Linked DNA regions of Mus musculus: all the other regions are linked to region 2. The links are chromatin contacts, called in public Hi-C and HiChIP or PLAC-seq maps. All regions are on one chromosome and are shown on one strand. The core of a region is the stretch at or near the end of the contact, and the rest is flanking DNA. Distances in the headings are between cores, read along the strand shown.

The links. Hi-C and Micro-C count contacts between places; a contact is called where the count stands out from the background. HiChIP or PLAC-seq counts read pairs in DNA pulled down with a chosen protein or histone mark.
Region 1: a contact with region 2 is called in an H3K4me3 HiChIP or PLAC-seq map of bone marrow-derived macrophages, with 5 times the contacts expected there. The contact joins the enhancer-like site here to the promoter of Eya1 in region 2. A contact is called at or near these places in 4 of 39 promoter capture datasets (the C10 cell line, cranial neural crest, maxillary cranial neural crest and 1 more), 4 of 484 Hi-C or Micro-C datasets (LSK cells, bone marrow-derived macrophages and uterus), 4 of 115 datasets of contacts at active chromatin or transcription factors (bone marrow-derived macrophages, craniofacial prominence and stem cell-derived neural progenitor cells) and 1 of 9 other capture datasets (liver).
Region 3: a Hi-C map of the C2C12 cell line shows a contact between it and region 2, with 3 times the contacts expected there. The contact joins the enhancer-like site here to the promoter of Eya1 in region 2. A contact is called at or near these places in 13 of 39 promoter capture datasets (the 3T3-L1 cell line, 3T3-L1-derived adipocytes, the C10 cell line and 8 more), 2 of 15 datasets of contacts at CTCF or cohesin (large pre-B cells and pro-B cells), 21 of 484 Hi-C or Micro-C datasets (the 3T3-L1 cell line, 3T3-L1-derived adipocytes, the C10 cell line and 12 more), 8 of 115 datasets of contacts at active chromatin or transcription factors (the NIH/3T3 cell line, acute myeloid leukemia, a beta-TC-6 cell line and 5 more) and 4 of 9 other capture datasets (adipose tissue, embryonic stem cells, liver and 1 more).

The regions. Positions count from the first base shown.
Region 1 is chr1:14,594,802-14,597,624 of GRCm38.p6, forward strand. No RefSeq gene overlaps it. Among named protein-coding and RNA genes, the nearest start is that of Msc, 160 kb to the right of the region's middle. Within about 2 kb of position 1,395, at least 33 of the 459 cell types and tissues checked have an H3K27ac peak or open chromatin away from gene starts, as enhancers often do. A contact at or near this core is called in bone marrow-derived macrophages, where this site is marked.
Region 2 is chr1:14,308,704-14,311,913 of GRCm38.p6, forward strand. It overlaps Eya1 (EYA transcriptional coactivator and phosphatase 1), which reads right to left and starts at 1,496. Exons shown (of 18, transcript NM_001310459.1): 1 at 943-1,496.
Region 3 is chr1:14,565,175-14,568,204 of GRCm38.p6, forward strand. No RefSeq gene overlaps it. Among named protein-coding and RNA genes, the nearest start is that of Msc, 190 kb to the right of the region's middle. Within about 2 kb of position 1,412, at least 10 of the 459 cell types and tissues checked have an H3K27ac peak or open chromatin away from gene starts, as enhancers often do. A contact at or near this core is called in the C2C12 cell line and embryonic limb bud, where this site is marked.

The DNA.
Region 1 (2,823 bases), core at 145-2,644, 290 kb after region 2:
CTCTACTTCTCCCAGTTCCTCCCCACTTGCCTTCCCATCTGGATCCACTCTCTGACTGCCATTAGAAAAGAACCAGCTTCTAAGCTATAACAACCAAATGTAACAAAATAAAATACTAGATAAAACAAAACCCATCACATCAAAGTTGGACAAGGCAAACCAACAGAAGTTAAAGATCCCTAGGAGAAGGCACAAACCTTCTGCACACATTCAGAAGTACCATAAAAGTATTAAACTGAAAGCTATACTATATACACCGAGGACCTGTGCAGACCTGTTCAGGCCTTGTGCTTGCTGCTTCAGTCTCTGTGAGTTCATCTAAGATTTACTCAGTTGACTTCGAAGGCCTTGTTCTCCTGATGTCCTCCATCCTCTGTGGCTCTTATACTCTCCTCTTCTTCAGAGTTCACTGAGCTCTGAGGGGAGGAATTTGATGGACACATCCCATTTAGAGCCAGTTCTGTGTAATGTCCCATCTGCTGCAGCAAGTACATCTCTGATGCTAGCTGAACAAGCACTGATCTGTGAGTATAACAGAATATCATTAGGATATTTATTGTTACTCTTTTTAGTCCAGTAGTCTTTGGTTTTACCCTGGGGCACTGGTTATATAGTCCCTGGTTCTTGGTCACTCACGCTATGTTATATGTGTTTAATCTCATGAAATGGGCACTAAGTCAAATCAGATATTGGTTGGTTACACCCAACACAAGCTTTGTGTCACCATGGCCCTAGCATATCTTACAGGCAGAAAAGATTGTAGGTCAAGAGTTTTGTGGCCGGGTTGGTGTTATGCTTCTACTTTGGTAGCCTGAAAAGTATCTTCCTGCCACAAAAGATAGTAGAATATAGGAGTGAAGGATGAAGCTGCTCTGAAGGCACCACTAGGTCTTCCTCTTCATGCTCAATGTGTTGTGTGGGTGTTGTCTTTAGCAGTGGGGCCTTACTGTCAGTTTATGGAGAGCCGCACATCCTAGCAATATCCTGGGTTGTTTGGGGATTTCCATGGGAACCTGTTGGCCAACAACTCAGTTGGATGTAACTCAGGCCCAGGACTGGAGGCTTCTTTTGGTGACAAGTGATAAACTTAATTGACATCTCCCTCATTTTTTTTTGGAGACTTCATTAACATCACCTTCATATATTTTAGAAAGTTTCCACTGACCTAGGTGTTCATATATCTCAAATGCTTCTCAATTCAAGCATCTCTCACTGCATTCCTTCCTTCACACCATTTTTCCTCCCTTCCCCACCTGATCTTCCTATTTCAATCCCGCCTAATCCTTCCATAAAATCCATTCTACTTCCCCTTTTCATGGAGAGCCATATGTCACACCAAGTCCCTTCTACTTCCCCTTTTCAGGGAGAGCCATGTGTCACACCAAGTCCCTTCTACTTCCCCTTTTCAGGGAGAGCCATGTGTCACACCAAGTCCCTTCCTTTTCATCAAGCCTCTCTGGGTCTATATATTGTAGCTTAGTTGTTATTTATTTAATGACTAATATCCACATATTAGCAAATACATATGACATTTATCTTTCTGCATCTGGGTTACTTCACCCAGGACAAGTTTTTTTCTAGTTCTATCCATTTGCCTGCAATTTTTATGGTATCTTTTCTTAAGTGCTGAGTAATACTACATTGTGGAAATGTATCACATTCTCTGTATCTATTCTTCTGTAGAAGGACATCTAGGTTGTTACTACTTTCTGGATATTATTAATAGAGCAGTCATAAACATGGTTGATGAAACATCTGTGTGGTAGATGAAAGGTACTTTGGATGTATGCCTAGTAGCAGATCTTGAGGAAGATTCATTTCCAACTTTCTGAATACCCACCATACTGATATTCAAGGTGGTTGGACAAGTTTGTACTCCTACCAGCAATAGAGGAGTATTCACCTTGTTCCACATCCTTGCCAGCATGAACTATCACTTATGTTATCAATCTTCACCATTCTGACAGGTATAATGTCAAAGTAGTTTGATTTGTATTTCCCTGATTACTAGAGATGTTGAACATTTCTTTAAATGTCAGCAATTTGAGATTCTGCTATTGAGAATTCTGTTTAGATCTATTCCCTATTTTTTAATTAAATTATTTGTTGTTTTTATCAATACCTAGTTTCTTGAGTTCTTAGTCCTCTACTGGATGTGAAGTTTGTAAAATCTTTTCCATTGCATATGTTGGCATGTTGTAGGATTGACAGTGTCCTTTGCCTTACAGAAGCTATTCAGTATCATTGCTCTAGTGCCTGTGCTATTAGTGTCCTGTTCAGAAAGCTGTCCCTATGCTAATGTGTTCAACACTTTTCTATACTTTCTCTTCTATCAGATTCAGTATACCTCATTTTATGTTAAGATCTTTGATCCATTTGGACTTGAGTTTTGTGCAGGGTGATAAATATGGATCTACTTGCAGTTTTCTACATGCAGCCACCAAGTTTGACCAGCACCATTTGTTGAAAAATACTGTCTTTTTTTTCCCAGTGTGTATTTTTGGCTTTTTCATCAATAATCAATGTCAATATGTGTATGGAATTTAGTCTGGGTTTTCAATAATATTATATTGATCAATGTGTCTATATTTATGCCAATACCATGCACTATTTATTACTATAGCTCTGTAGTGATACCTCCCACAAATTCTTTGTTGTTCAGGATTGATTTAGCTATCATGGGTTTTTTTCTTTATGAAGCTGAGAATTTTTCTGAAAGCCATGAAAAATTGTGTTGGAATTTTTTTGTGCGGATCACAGTGGAACTGGGAGAACTTTTCATCTTCTGATGTCTTCTTCAATTTCTTTCTTTAAAGGCTTCTC
Region 2 (3,210 bases), core at 246-2,745:
AACTTCAAACCTATACAGCTACACACCATGATTCCCAGCTAACAAGTTTCTATACCCCTGGCCATCTTAAGAAATGAAACTTAAAAACACTTGTCTAAACTCAATGACAGTTCATAATGTATTGAATTATTGCAAACGTTATGCTTAAATGTCTTCAAAATTCCTCCCAAGAGTGTAAGCCTATGAGTTGTTAGCAATTCAAATACTGATTTTGAAGGGCCGTGCTTTACACGAATATTCAAAAGTTTCAAAATCTGGAGTTTAGCTTCCAAGTGCATTCAAATCACAAAAAGGGCCAGAGAGGGACAAATACTTTAAGGGACCAAAGGCTTATTGTATCGAATACTGAAGATGAGCCTGCTTAGTAAAGTCTTTGATAAATTTGCTTTGGAACAAAAAGGTGTCCTTCTTGAAAACATAGTTATCAGCTCGTTGTTCATCTGCTGAGTTTTCCGTTGTAAACCTTTCCTCATTTATCAACCTAGCCGTAGAAAAAGTGATCTGTGTAATAAATACCACTAAGTATACCTTTCGTACCTATACATCTATGTATGGATATAACCCTGTTCAATACCACTCAATATTCTGGGGCTAGTGCAGCAATTAAGAAAAGATATGAAATAATTCCCCCGTCTGAGAATATTACCTAGTGTTCTACTTATCTATAAAAATCAGAACAAAAGTAGTTAATTTGCAATGATCCTTTAATGATCCTAATGGCTCCGATCATTTGGAGGGTAAAGATTACAATTTTACGACGGAACCCAGCGGCTTCTAAAGTCCCAGAAACAGTGTTATTGTTTTCCCCAAGCCACAGTGCTTTTTTTCTTTGAAAACAAACCAAAACCCTAATAAAGGCTCTCCAGTTATCTCGGGCTTTGCCCACCAGACAGTAAGTAGTACTTGGTCATTACAGTTTTTCAAACACCAGCTTGTACTTACAGCGCTCACATCTGCTGCCTCCACCGGTTTAGTGTGCTCCTTGGAGTTTTCTGTGTTAGCAGACCTCCATTCCTGACATAGTTTGGCTGCTGTGCAGGAACACGGGGACCCGGGAGCTCTCAGAGGCGCTGTGACGCGGCTGGCAGCGGAGCGCAGAGGCCGGGGATTGCCCGGCTCCCGGGGACTGCGCCCGGGCGCTGCTGCAGGCTCGGGCTGTGGAGCGACTGAGCGCGATCGCCTTCCCCAGGAAGGACCCCGCCACCGCGCACCGCCACAGGAAGGCTTCCAGTCGGAAGTGGCCCTGCACACTCGCTACCTCGCCGCAAGCTCGGAGCCATCAGCTCGCCGCGGTCTGTTTGGGAACGGCTTTGCGCCCCAGCGAACGGCAGCGGCAGATAGCATCTGAGACGCCTAGACAAAGAAACAGCAAAATCTCATCCCCCGATTTGTTTGCGCAGCCTTGTAGGTCTGCCCACGAAGCCTCGGGGCTTTTTGTTTTGTTTTGTTTTTGCAACGCAAACCACAGCTAGTCTCTTGTCCTAACCTTATTGGTTTAAATGCAACAATTGAGAGGAGCAGAGCTTGGTCTGACTCAACCTCGCTGCTTTAAAAAAAAATTTATTATGTAAATGACGCGCCCCATGATATCTGAATAAACAGCTGTGGGGGAAGAACTTGTGGGAACCTCTGTCAACACACACACATCCTCCCGCGCCAGTAGCTCCCAATTAAGATCTTTGGGGAGTAGTTGCATGTTATCTTTTACACTTTTTCAATACTTTTTTTAAAATTTTTTTTGAGGACCTGAAACTTAGGAGAACGGATACTTTTAACACTTTTTCCTAAAGTACCTACCTACTTACAGGTCTGGAGAAGATTTAAAAAAAAAAAGCTGTTTCTATGAAGTAGAGGGAGAATGGGCAAACGTGTTAGCTATTAGCAGCTTAACAATGAAAGCCTGGCGGAGGATTCTGCAAGGGTTGCTAGGAGGCCAAAGGCTTCAGTTCTTTGGCTAGGACCCAGATAATATTTCACCATTAACATTTTTAAATGGGTCTTGAGAAGAGATTCGTTTAGTCTGGAACTTGCTTTGCAACTTATCCTTTTAAAAACTCACAACCTTAATTCAGAATCTATGAGTTAGGCGTTCGTTCGGTGACACCTAGGAGCTGAGCTTCAGTTAACAAACTATGTTTTATCCAAGTCAAGGGTTTAGCCATTATGATAATTTGTAATCTTGAAAGAAGGCGTCTCCTTATATGGGTTAATATTTTGTCGGTCCTATATCACAGTTTAAATGCAAATGCAAACTAACACTCACTCTGAAATTAAGTCTGGATATGCATTTTAAGAAGGTATTTTTATCATCACCAATATTTCTATTCTATGTGCTCTTTTTATTAAAAAAAAAGTCTCCTTATTTTAATTTCTCACCTTGGTATGAACATGTTTTTACATCACAGTAACTTCACATCAACTAATAGAGGAGATAGATGGGTCCTACCTTAACTCTGCCAATTAGGAAACGAAAGCACCTTCAGATGATGCAAACAAAACCCAACTAAATGGTTCTAAGGACCAAAATTCCAAACAGGAGTTCTCCCTTCCCCTCCTAGAAAGGATGCCAGTCTAAATTCCTTGCAAAGGAGCACTTTGTCAAACCTAAGAGGCAGCTGGGACTTCAAACTCACCTAGGATTTCATCTTGTTCAGCACCAGCAAGGAACCATGAGCTAGGTATCTACCATATTTGGGAAGCCAGGTCAAAAAAACAGTTGATTGCTATTGGATCATATATGCAGCTGACATAGTTACGTTACCTCCTACAGCACTCTCTCAGACCAGAAGGATCAGTTATTCAACATACCAAAGTGCATGTGCAGAAAAAACAAAGTCTATTATGGAGTTTTCTGTTGCAGTCAGGTAAAATCTAATGCTACATTAGTTCTATTTACAATACCAAGCACCCAGACAGTAACTTCTTTTGCACTTAGATTTGTTACTAAATTACCCAAGACATAACATTTGACCTCTGGCTTAAACTTTACCTTCAGCTATTGCATTCATGCTTCCTATAGGTTAAAATTATTTTGGACATGTATTGCTCAAATGTCATTCATGCAGTTCATAAAAGATTATAATATTGGAGAACCCAGAATGTGCACACTCTGTGAAGTCAAAGCGGCAGAAATACCATGTCAGTTTTACATACAAGTTACTTGTCTATGTTACAGTCAAATTTATCGTATTACATGTACTTTTGTAATGA
Region 3 (3,030 bases), core at 162-2,661, 260 kb after region 2:
CTGCTGGTATTCCTGGCCTGTTGTATCTACTATTTAGAGAAGCTAAGAATGAAGCAGGGTAATTATTTTCATGGAAGCAGATAGAAGAAATTGTCCCAGGCAGGATGCTTGTGTTTTGACTTGGATGCTCTCAATACCAAGAGTCAAAGCAGTACTGTGTAAGTCGCATCAAGAGTTATCTTTGAGAAACATAGTCAGTATAAATCAGGTGAAGGTGTAAGACACATTATGGTATACAAGATAGAAAATGCACCACAAGCTAATGAAATAATTAAAATCAGTGAAAAGAGCAGCTGAGAGTGACATGGTCATTCCTGGGGGAGTATCACTCAACCCACAGGGGACATGTGCATACCTACATGACAGCTGTGAATGACCTTGCAACTTTCTCAAAAAGTATTAGAGCAGTAAATAAAACGCTTTCCCAGTGGATGAAATAGCCATCACTTCTGCCAACCTAAGCAAGGCAGGCTTAGGTTTATGTGTGTCCCATTGCTAATAACCTGCGTGCTGGAAACATTTCAATGAAAGGGAGTTCACAGCCCCACAGGCCGGCTCAACATATATCTATCATGCATGTAAACAAGCAAACCATTATGTCTCTTATTGAGATAAAGCAGACAATGATATGTGGGGGCTTTTCATGAGACAAAGAGCTTCTTATTGGAGTGTGGATAATCTCCTTGAAAACCTAGTGTTTTGGCAAATCGCACCAGATTAATCTATTAGGCATCTCCTTTCATTATCAAATTTCCGCTGCCTATCACAGTGGCTGTCTTATCGAGCACCCCCTGTTCAATAGCAACCCCATTCCTAGGATTTCAGATGCTGGCCTGCCCTGCTCACAAAACAGGTGTCCCTACTGTTTGCAGCAGAAAGATCTCTGCGTGGAAGCCTGGGAAAGGGCAAGGCTGTCAGCCCTGGTTCTACCTGAAGGGACAGGTAACAGAAAACTGTTGATTCAATGAATAGAACTTAATTGGCAGGCATTAGCTGGGAGTAAATGTTTTTCGGAATTAAAATTCCTTAAAAATGTCCCACTAACAAGAAGGCTCGAAGAAGAAAACCACACACAATGGTTTTGTAATAACCAAACGGAGGACTCCACACAGTGGGGTATTTCTCTAGGGAATCATCTAAACACACTGCTAAAACTTTAGTATGTCCTTTCCAACAACTTTTTAAACTTGCCTATGGGTCTATGTTGTGGGGTTCATCACCTGCATTGAAGAGGAAATGCATTTATTGTGACTCTACAAGCAGCTAGTATTGCAAGTCAATTAGTAAGATGTATCAGGTTTTCTGGTTCTTGGCATCTCTGTTGCCAGCCTGTCTTCTCTTTCTTACTTAATAAAACTGGGCATGTGGTTTCTGACTAGATCTTTTGTGTGCTAGGCTAGGGTCACCCACCCACATGCAGTAGTGAAACCTGCAGCTAATACAAACCTCAGCTTTAGTGACGATGTCCCAAGGAATGTATGTGTAATCACCCAGCTCTTTGTTTCTATTGTACATGATGTTTGTATTCTAGATGCATTTCATGTTTATATTTAAATTTATTTGCATACAGAGGTCTCACAGTTGACAGTCATTTTGTTTTGCTGAGTCAATACCAAGATTTCCCTAATTTCTTTCTTTTTCTTTTTTCTTTTCTTTTTTTTTTTTTTCAATACTGGGTGGTTAAATTCTCTCCTTGCTATGTATCTGCACCCATTTGCAGTTCTCCAGAATAAGAAAGACTCCATTCTCTACTCTGAACCTGGCCCTTACAAACTTGGCTGATGTGTGCTGTACTGTAATAAAGACATTCAGGAGGCCACCATGCTGGTGACCAAAAGATCAGTTTGTCAGTGGCTTCCCTGACTGCTGGCAGAATAGGTCGGTAGTAGGTGCCGGATCTGCAGGGTCTGTAGGAAGCATTTGATAAGTGTATGCCTTTTGCTTCTGGCCCTCCACAGCGCCAGCTTTGTTTCATCTATAGATGAAACAAAGTCTACCAGGCAATTATGAACTGAAGGCAGGAACGGCCAACTCTCTCCAGGTTTCCTCAATCAGTGTGATTAAATTTCTCAAAGGCAGGCTGCAGTGGCTGAAGCAGCTGCAATGACTTCTGGAAAACTGTTGGGCAGCTCAGAATTGAGCCTTTCATTTAACTACTTGCTGTTTCTTTTTATTATGTGCAAATTGTGGCTTAATAGATTTACAGTCTCTATAAAGTCACAACTATTAGGTAACCCAAGTGTTTCCCTAACATACTACAATGGTATGAACCCAAGAAGATTATGGCTAGGGTTAGAACAAACTTTTTTAAAAATGCTGACACTCTATACTATCTTTATTCAAGGAGCAGTATTTACACATTTATAGAGTGAAATACAATGTATTCAGCTTGGGTGATTAAAAAAAGGAAAAAGTTGAGCTAACTATCTTGTCACAGATGAAAGATACAACCCCCCTAGTTAAGGGCCATTGACTTAGAAATATACACATCAGGCATATAGATACATGTATATGTATATGCATACAATATAAATGTATGCAAAATAAACATATATATGAACATACATGCGTGTTTATTTTAAGTAGATATTGAAATGGATTTCTTCCTTTTTCCATGCATGACAAGGACTGAAGAGATAGCTCAGAGGTTGAGAGCATGCACATCTTTAAAGAGGCCCTGAGTTTGGTTCCCTGCACCCACCTGAAGCAGCTCACAACTACCTATAATTCCAGTTCCAAGGGACCCAATAGCATCTTCTGGATTCTGAGGTCACCAGAATGCACAAGTGCATATTCCCACCCATAGATGTGCATGTATACACATAATTAAAAATTAAAAAATATTGTAAAAGTCATTAAAACCAATTTCAGTGCTGAAGCCCAAAACTCTAATTTCTGATTCTGTGCCAGTATCTTCATGACCAATTTCTGTCAAAAATGGTTATAACAAAATCAGAATCTCAATGTTTTGGTTACTTAAATAATATGACTGATATTTATAGATATGCAGAAATAATCTATAACCCAAAT